Regions from separate parts of the Zea mays genome. Here region 2 is linked to region 1. Evidence: chromatin contacts called from public Hi-C data. All regions are on one chromosome and are shown on one strand. The core of a region is the stretch at or near the end of the contact, and the rest is flanking DNA. Distances in the headings are between cores, read along the strand shown. Region 1 holds the start of LOC100284691. Region 2 overlaps LOC103638683 (SPX domain-containing protein 1).

What was found. Hi-C and Micro-C count contacts between places; a contact is called where the count stands out from the background.
Region 2: a Hi-C map of tassel shows a contact between it and region 1, with 4 times the contacts expected there. The contact joins the enhancer-like site here to the promoter of LOC100284691 in region 1. A contact is called at or near these places in 6 of 25 Hi-C or Micro-C datasets (ear, leaf, root tip and 1 more).

Annotation. Positions count from the first base shown.
Region 1 is chr9:94,536,155-94,541,128 of Zm-B73-REFERENCE-NAM-5.0, forward strand. LOC100284691 reads right to left here and starts at 2,435. Exons shown (of 1, transcript NM_001366702.1): 1 at 1,165-2,435. The coding sequence starts at 2,344. The coding sequence ends at 1,562.
Region 2 is chr9:94,718,767-94,723,740 of Zm-B73-REFERENCE-NAM-5.0, forward strand. LOC103638683 (SPX domain-containing protein 1) reads right to left here. Exons shown (of 3, transcript XM_020544011.3): 3 at 3,064-3,853. The coding sequence ends at 3,366. Among protein-coding and RNA genes, the nearest start is that of LOC103638683, 9.5 kb to the right of the region's middle. Within about 2 kb of position 2,650, at least 6 of the 20 cell types and tissues checked have an H3K27ac peak or open chromatin away from gene starts, as enhancers often do. A contact at or near this core is called in ear and tassel, where this site is marked.

The DNA of each region.
Region 1 (4,974 bases), core at 1,185-3,684:
CTGACTTGAAACAGCATCTCCGTATTTGCAGGGAAAGACTTGTCTCAGTTTACCTCTTCCCCACACCCCACTCATGTGGGAGCCTCTGTCATTGGAATTGGGTCTGCTAATTTGCATGAAACATATTGATTTTTTAGTGATTTTGTGATGTGAAAATCAAGTACCATCAGGTAGCAAAAACTGACTGAAATAGTCATATCCTAGGTACAGGTGAGATTGCAGAAGATTGCATATTAGTCATGCCCACAAAAACAATACAATCAAGGTACCAACTCGCAGTTGTAGGCTAAACAAAAATATAAGATTATTGTTGTGTACAATACCACCTATTCCAGGCACAAGAAGAGGCCAGCCATGCCATTACCAGACACACAGAGCAGCAGCAGCCACGCAATGTGTTCAGTCGAATAGGTGGCATGGTCGTTAGATGAGGAGATTCATTTTTCGGTTTGGCTTGTTAGCTTCTTAGGTACTTTAGATATCTAGAGACTGATTACAGCAGTTGATAGGAGTTTGATCTGATTAGGAGATAGGTTGAGAGTTTGTTGCTTGAAAGACACATGTGTGCATGAGTGTGATTACAGACAAGCTAAGCTAGCCTCTATCCCCTTTTACTTACTCTGTCTCTTTGACACCTATCATGGTTTCCATGTTGTGGCCAAGAGGGACAAGGGCCTCAGCCTACTACCACGCACGACTAAGCCCTTCACTATCCTCGTATTAATATCCCTGCCCGAACACATGATGATCATGCAGAAGTATATAACACCTGAAGATAAAACTAAAAGTTTCAATATGGATGTGGTTTGCACTATGATAAGTAGAACCTGTGCTGTGTAAGCAAATACAATTTTCAGTAAAATCAAGTATATATTAGCTACAACCTACAGAAATAACACCATAACATGGACAAACGAGCATATATGACAACCTTGTAAATTGAGACAGATTAAGTTCCAGAGAAAGATAATGGGCTAAAACAATCAAGCAGCATGGATACTGTACCTGAACATTGTGGTTGTCTATCATTGCAGCCATTGGGGTTTTCAAAAATTGGCCAAACAGAATATTGTACTGTATTTCACAATCTAAGTTCTGCTAGTTTAAGTTTAGTGGTCCTACAAAGTTGAATAGAAGGTGCACCTTTGTTGGTCCTTTGGATGTCAAACAGGAACACTTTGGGTTCACATGCTCAATGTCAATATATAACTTCAGCACAAGAGCGGGATTTTGCCGATCTACCTAAATATTAATGATGTTGATATGATACTGAGTAGTGAGTACAGACATCCAAACTTGATGAAATAGATACAAATGGAAGATTATGACAAGCTAAAAGGACTGAGTAGAAATAAATACAGAGATGATTCTTAATATGAGTACCAGAATCTGAAACTGCGCTTCTATGACTATCCTTTCAGAGGTTCCAATTGAACATTTGAATCCAGCCTAGCGTGTGATCCAACAGCCCCAATTGGTCAATATGAAACTGAGTTCTCCAATGGACTCCAACACTCCATCATATACACATATACAGGTACAGCAGAAGACGGCTAACCGCCTAGAAGTCCATCTGCAGCCACTTCTTGTAGTAAACGCACGTGCTCGGTGAGATTATCCCCTCCGGCGAGCACTCATCAATCCTGGGGCAAACCCCACAAGGAATTCCCTCCATCATCCCTCCCTGCGGAGCCCCAGTCACCAGCCGATAGCACATTGTGCCGGCCCTGACATCCCTGAACTCCCCCGTGCCGGTGCTCTTGACCTCCTCGAGGACCTTGTCGAGAACCATGGTCTTGATGATATCCCTGATCTTGTCGATAGTGTACCCGGCCCTGGGATCGTCCTTCAGAATACCGTGGTGGATCATCTGCACGGTGGCGGCGCCGAGCCTCTCGACCTGCGCCTGGCAGCAGCGGCGCGCAGTGGTTACGGCGTCAGTGTCCAGGCGGCCGTCGTGGTACCAGGTGCCGCCGGTGATCTCGGCAGAGGGCTGGAAGTCGGTGGCCATGAAGATCTTCCTGCTACGGTGGCGCACATCGCTGACCTCCTTGAGGAGCCGCCGCGTCACGAGGGTACGCACGACCTTGGTGGCGATGTTGGGGCCCATCAACAACTTCTTGCGGATATCCAGCATCCACATGCCCTTGTTGCCCGCCTCGAAGATGAGCTTGTACGCCAGGCGCTCCTGGGGGGGCAGTTGGGCGAGGATCGCCGCCGAGATGATCGGCTGCTCGGAATCGGGTGAGGGTTTGGAGGGTTCGGACGGATGTGCTTCAGGTTGATGCTTCGAGGAAGGGGAGGGCTCATCCGGCGGCAGCGCCGGGCGCTTTCGCGGTGGCATGGCGCACGAGAGGCTGGCGGCGGCGCCGCGGGGCAGGGGAGCACAGCTGCAGAAGGGGGGAAGACCGGAAGAGGAGAGCTTTTTGGAACGAATGTATGACCAGTCTTTAAAAAATGCTATCCACAACATTATTATAATAAGGCTCTGTTGGGTTCCATTAGTACTAGGACTAAAGTTTAGTCCAGCAACTAAATTTTAATCTCTACCCTGCTTGGTTGTAGGGACTAAATAGATTCTAAATACATTAAATATAACACATAAAGACTAAAATGCCCATTTTTTGTTTGACACCAGTTTTCTAGAAAGGATAATTAGAGTAAATGTTGTCCTTTAATCCCTTTTAGTACACATATGAAGGACTAGAGACTAAAGTCAATTAGTCACTACTTTAGTCCTTCCGTTTGGTAAAATAGAGACTAAACGAGACTAAAAACAGGAACTAAAGATTAGTCCCTCTAACCAAACGGGGCCTAAGTTCTGCCTTAGTTAATACCCAAACTGGTTTGATCCCTCTTCTAGTGGAATGCTTCTTGTACGGTGTTACGGCAATTTATCTACCTGTCTCGTTTCTCGGAACGGATCGAGTTGTGGAACCAGCTCCCGGTCTTGCTCCTGATGGCGCTCGATTCACCGGCCTCAACAATGGAGACCCCGCCATGAGCGTCGACGCCGTCACTGGCTCTGATCATCCCCGTCGAATATGGAGACTCCACGGGAACCGACGACGACAACCACGGTTCTTTCCTAGTTCAAGCTTCCTTGCCCTCCTCGTGTCCCATAAATTATTCATTACTACACACTACGTCAGATGCATATTGGTACCTCACCATTGAAGATGTTGACCACTCGTTGATTGAGGCACCAGCAGCGTCTGAGGACATCGGTGCTCTGAAAGAGAATTAGACTTACACCTATTTTCTAATTGATTTTGGTGGTTGAATTGCCCAACAAAAATAATTGGACTAACTAGTTTGCTCTAGTCTATAAGTTCTTCAGGTGCCAAAGGTTCACAATAAGCCAATAAAAAGACCAAGAAAAGGGTTCAAACAAGAGAGCAAAGGACAATCCGAAAGGCACTCTGGTCTGGCGCACCGCACTGTCCGGTGTGCCACCGGACAGTGTCCGGTGCACCAGGGCACTTTAGCTTGAACTTGTCACCTTCGGGAAAATCAGAGGGCGCTCCGCTATAATTCACCGCACTGTCCGGTGAGTCACCGGACAGTGTCCGGTGCACACCGGACTGTCCGGTGTGCCAGCGGAGCAACGGCTCCTTCCGCGCCAACAGTCACCTACTACAGCATTTAATGCGCGCCAGAGCGCGCAGAAGTCAGGCACGCGCGAGAAGGCGCACCGGACAGTCTACAGGACCTGTCCGGTGCACCACCGGACAGCCCAGAGGCCCCACAAGTCAGAGCTCCAACGGTCGAACTCCAACGGTCTGCTGACGTGGCTGGCGCACCGGACAGTGTCCGGTGGCGCACCGGACTGTCCGGTGCGCCATGCGACTGCAGCCTTCCAACGGCCATTTTTGGTGGTTGGGGCTATAAATACCCCAACCACCCCACATTCAATGGCGTCCAAGTTTTCCACTCTTCTACACCTTACAAGAGCTAGCATTCAATACAAGACACACCAAAGAGATCAAATCCTCTCCCAACTCCACTCAAAGCTTTAGTGATTAGAGAGAGTGATTTGTCGTGTTCATTTGAGCTCTTGCGCTTGGATTGCTTCTTTTCTTTCTTCATTCTTGTGATCATCTCAATTGTAACCGAGGCAAGAGACACCAATTGTGTGGTGGTCCTTGCGGGGACTTGTTGTCCCGTTTGATTGAGAAGAGAAGCTCACTCGGTCCGAGGGACCGTTTGAGAGAAGGAAAGGGTTGAAAGAGACCCGGTCTTTGTGACCACCTCAACGGGGAGTAGGTTTGCAAGAACCGAACCTCGGTAAAACAAATCATCGAGTCTCACTCTTTATTTGCTCACGATTTATTTTACGCCCTCTCTCTCGGACTCGTTTCTATTTCTAACGCTAACCCGGCTTGTAGTTTGTGCTTAAGTTTGTAAATTTCAGATTCGCCCTATTCACCCCCCCCCCCCTCTAGGTGACTTTCAATTGGTATCAAAGCCAGGTTATTCATCAGAGCCTAACCGCTCGAAGTGATGTCGGGAGATCACGCCAAGAAAGAGATGGGGACCGGCGAGAAGTCCATTTCAAGCCACGGGAAGGCTCCATCAGGAGAGTCCTACAACAAAGGGAAGGGGAAGGAAAAGGAATCCCCTTCACACAAGTCGAGTCGGAGCAGCGACAAGAAGAAGAAGATGAGGAAGGTGGTCTACTACGAGACCGACTCCTCGTCGCCATCCACCTCCGGCTCCGACACGCCGTCCGTCACTTCTAAGCGCCATGAGCGCAAGAAGTTTAGTAAGATCCCCCTACGCTACCCTCGCATTCCTAAACATACGCCATTACTTTCTGTCCCATTGGGCAAACCACCAACGTTTGATGGTGAAGATTATGCTAGGTGGAGTGATATGATGCGATATCACCTAACCTCACTCCACAAAAGTATATGGGATGTTGTTGAGTTTGGTGTACAGGTACCATCCGTAGGGGATGAAGACTACTGTTGG
Region 2 (4,974 bases), core at 1,400-3,899, 180 kb after region 1:
GCCAAGACAATGAGTCCTGGTCTGTTGCTAGGGAATCGATGGGGACGGTTGATGTGTGTGCAGATAGAGTGCCCTTACATGTCGTGTGTTTAGGTTTACCTTGTGAGGTTAAAACTCAATTTCAATCGTTTGCTTCTCATAGCTAATGAGACTACTTGATAAGTGTTGCTGCATCGACTAAGAAGTGTAATGAGGTTTCATGATATAAAGTGTTGTTTGCAATAAATGCTTTTTACCATGTGTGACTAGAAGGATGCTAAGTTAGTTAAAGAATACTCTTGAACTTGAAAAGTTAAAACTAGATTTAGACTCAGGTAGTGCTTTTGGGAAACCAAACCCCTCAGCCAAATAGCTTCATGGTCTAGAGGTAAGGAGTAGACTCCTCACACCATGTAAGTCTACTTGAGTATTAGTATACATAGTCTTGCTTGTGACACCACTTTTTCAGGTATCTTGCAAGATATGGTTGATGGTGTGACTTGGCCTTCCACCCTGCCACCGGGTTGGATGGTCGAGTGGGATGTTGCCTCTACAGGAGAGGATCAGGAGGAGTGACTTGGCCAAGCTTCACCATGTTACTCAGTATCTTCGTTAGTTTATTTCCACTACACTAAGGACTATGGTTTACTGTTTTCAAAACTTGGATGATGTAATAACTATTGGTACTCTTTAAATTGTGGTATTATGCTTTATTGTATTTCTCGGTGACTCACCTTCGAGTGAGCAAGTGGTACTCGATCTGGTTTAAGTGGTATTATCGGACTAGATCTAACGGACTGGAAATTTATTCTGATTTAAGTGTGTCGATGTCTCTAAGGTGGGACTTGAGTACTTAAGCTGGAATAATCTAGGAGGTTCTACCACATTTACCTTTCCTTGTTTCCCATCTCCAAAGATGGTCATGTCATGGAAATCCTTATTCTTGATGTAGAAAGTGAACATCTTCTTCTCCTCCGTCATGTGGTTTATGCATCCGCTATCATTAATCTAGGTTGAGCCCTCGAATGCATAAACCTGCAAGGAATTTAGGCTTGGGGTTTAGATCCCCAACTAGTGGGTCATGTTAAGTTAGTTACAAAATATTTTGGAACCCAAATGCAAGTCTTACCCTTCTTGCATTTTGGTCCCACATTTGAAGCAACAACTTTATCATTCTTGCAATACAATACATAAGAAGCATCACATGTATGAAATAGCATAGAGGGACCATGAGATACATTCCTAGCCTTAGACGCATGAGAAACAACATGTTTAAGGTGCCTAGATCTACCATGAACATGTGAAGAACTAGATGTAGCATCATGGCATGAGAGGAATAAATAACATCATGACACATAGCAGGCATAGCATGATCAACACAAGCATCATGATGAATATTATGAGCATTCTTCACATTAGCATAGATAATAGCATGATTCTTTCTATCATGTGAACGATGAGAGCTACTAGCCATAGGCGCCTTCCCCTTCTCCTTAATAAAGTTAGAGGCCTTATGGATCTTTGTGTCCTTGGCTCCCCTATGGAAGCCAAGTCCATCTTTAATGTAGGGATGTCTAACAATGGTGTAGCAAATTTTATCTTTTCACATTCATCTTTGCAAGTTTTAAGTTGAGCATGAAGTTTAGCAATATAATCATTCAACTTTGAAATCATAGAGACATGATCATTGCAAGCATCAATATCAAAATCCTTACATCTATTGCAAATAGATGCATGCTCCAAAGATGAACTAGCAACACTCAACTTTTCTATTCTAACATTTAAATCAACATTTGTACTCTCAAGGGTATAAATAGAAGCATGACACGAAGATAACTCAAAAGATAGCAATTCATTTTTCTTCATGGCTAAAGCAAGGGATTTTTCTACTTTCACACATTTATCATGTTCTTCATGAAGCAAATCCTCTTTCTTTTCTAAAAATCTATCCTTCTCATTTAAAGCATCAATTAATTCATTAATTTTATCTAGTTTGGATCTATCTAAGCCCTTAAAAAGATCACTATAGCCTACATCATCATTGTTATCGTCATCGCTAGAAGAATTGTACTTGGGAGTGTCATGTGTATGTACATGTAGGACCGATAAGACGACCAGAGGGAGTGGGAGCCACTAAAAATTCTCGACTTGCGAGCATGTGACTTTGGCCCTGTTTGATACAGTTGTTGCTTGTTGAAAAGGCAGCTTATCTGATAAGCTGGTAAAAAGCAGCTTCTGTTTATTGGCTACTTTTAGTTTATTTTAAGAAGTTGCTGAACTGATAAGCTGCTGCAGAAGCTATTTGTTTGGCAGAATTTCTGCTTAAATTTATTTAAAAAAAGCTGAAAATAAGCCGTGCCGAACAGGGCCTTTGATCCCAAAGTTCAACCCGGAAGCCCTCTAAAGACTCAAAGCAGCATATTAGAGTGCAACACAGACCAGTGTTATTCAAAGTTCAACCTAGAAGCCCTCTAGAGACTCAAAGCAGCATATTAGAGTGCAACACAGACCAGTGTTATTTGTATGCACCAAAAACCTTAAGAACTACAGACCTCACTTTCTGAAAAAAAAAATTAGAGTAAAAACAAAGTCAGGGCGGCAGTGCCAGGGTCCGGGTCCGGCAGTGCCACGCGCATAGGCGGTAGTCCTGGGCACTGAAATATGCCCAGAAAATTCTCAAACTTCTCGGATAGTTTGCGCGGGGTAGAAGATGTTACGTTTGAGCATCACAGGATGCAACGTCAAGCTCGATGCTGAAATGAACTACAACGGTGAACTGAAATGAACTACAAAAAACACATGGATATCAGTTGCGTAGGTTACCACAATGGTGAACTGAAATGAACTATAAATAACTGAAATGAACTATAGGTTGGAAGTAAGACTAGCCACAGTGGTGGGCCTCGACAACTAGAAAAACCACCGCAGTGATTCAGCGTCGATTATGCAAGCTGCAGTGGGCGAGCATGTTACGTTTTGAGCATCACAAGATGCAACGTTGAGCTTCGATGCTCCGAGCTTTCTCCCTCGCATTCCAAGCACCGATACGTTGTATTTTGGCAACGTTGTGGGTGTAGTCTGGAGTAGCAAGCCAAAACCTGTTTTCTCTTTCATTATCACAATCAGAAGCCACACCGAATCATAAGGTTGTATATCAGTAGAAACACATGATCAATTCACAATAGTGAATAAAATCAGCCCAATTCTGTCCGATGGTTGTGCTGGGAATTCTATGATTTAACATGTCCACCATTTCGCAGCTGTTAGGAATCCTGAATTCATACAAATTTCTGAATGGGAGATTGGGATCCCAGTCCCATCTCCAGCAAATGTCCAAGTCTAAAATTTTTAAGTTCAGCCATCAGATGTTTTGCCCATTCGGTCTGTCATTTGGCCGCCTGCTCTATCACTGTTACTTTGCTCCACCTCTCCGGCTCCTCATCTAGTTGCTCTGCCCGGATCTGGTAGCTGTCCTGTGCATTGTTGCCCTGAAGAGGTGGCAACGAGAACATACTGACAGTAGAGCTCTTGCCCCGGATCTCCTTCAGTGACCTAAGGGCCGCGACGGTGCTCTTCATGTACATACTCTCCATGTACTCGATCTCATCTAACTCTGGCATGCCACCACCATTTACCAAGGAAGAACTTGGCTTCGCCAGCTTCTCTTCATCATTAGAGTCTCCTTTTCCATCTTCACTTGAGACAGATGCCTCACTAACCGGAAGGAGCTGCTCCAGCATGGCTTCACACTGCTTCACAAGCTTATACAGGAGATCAGTGGTGAAGAAAGGCTGCTGAAGAACTTTCTGAATGAAGGGCAGCCGGATCAGGGCTCCAGTTCTCTTGTCATATTTCTTGAGAATCTTAACCAATCCTGCAAATGGCAACACGGTAAACCATAATGATGATGAAAGATCTAAATAGCTAAGGTATCAAGAAAGTGATCCATGAGCATAAGTGGTACAGACAAGCTAGAAGGCTGACTATATACTGAATCCACTGTAGTCAGTTTCTCCAAGACCATCATATTATAGGCAAAACTCACAAAAATACTTCAAATTCCAAATAATGTATGATTATCAGATTTCTGTTTCCATGAAATAAAAAATGTATGAACCACAATCAGCAGAAAACAAAATTTACTGAATGCAAATTCATAAGTTTATTTTTCATTAGCTGATACACGCGGAAAATGTTCCTGTTGCCAGCAAAAACTTATGTTGTCTTTGTACCTTCCTGTTTGTCAGCAAAAACTTATATTGTGTTTGTATGGTAGAAAGAGGTTATGACTTCTGAAACAGCATAGCCAAATTGTACCAAATCATGTGCACCGTTAATGAACCTTAATTCTGAGGAAATGTCCCAGAGACAATATGATAACACCCTATAAAGAAAAACGGCAAAAACTTATATTGTCTTTGTATGCGCAATACTAAAGGCGTATTGGTCCACTGAAATGCATAAATCAACATATACTGGGAGCTAAAAAAAAGAACACTTTGCATATGCATATTCCTATTCAGAAAAGTATGTGAAATGAACTAAAACAGAAGTAAAAATCAAGCAACATAGGTACAACAACAAAGTCTTTTAGTCCTAAGCAAGTTGGGGTAGGCTAGAGTTAAAACCCAACAGAAACCACAAATCAAGATCAAAATACATGGATAGCTGTTTTCCATGCACTATATGTCATCATTTTCATTCTCCTTTTATTGTCTCCTCCACCATATCAACTTTGTCGTTCTCATGTCTCTCTTCCTATTGCTATTACATCTTAGTATCCTACTACACACTAATGTCTGCAGGTCACCGTTCAACATGTCCAAACCATCTTAATCGGTGTTGGACAAGCTTTTTTCCAATTGGTGTTACCCCTAGCCTATCACGTATATTATCGTTTCGGACTCGTCCTTTCTTGTATAGCCACAATTCCAATGCAACATATGTGTTTCCACAACACATTTGTATGTTGAACATGTCGTCTTTTTGTAGACC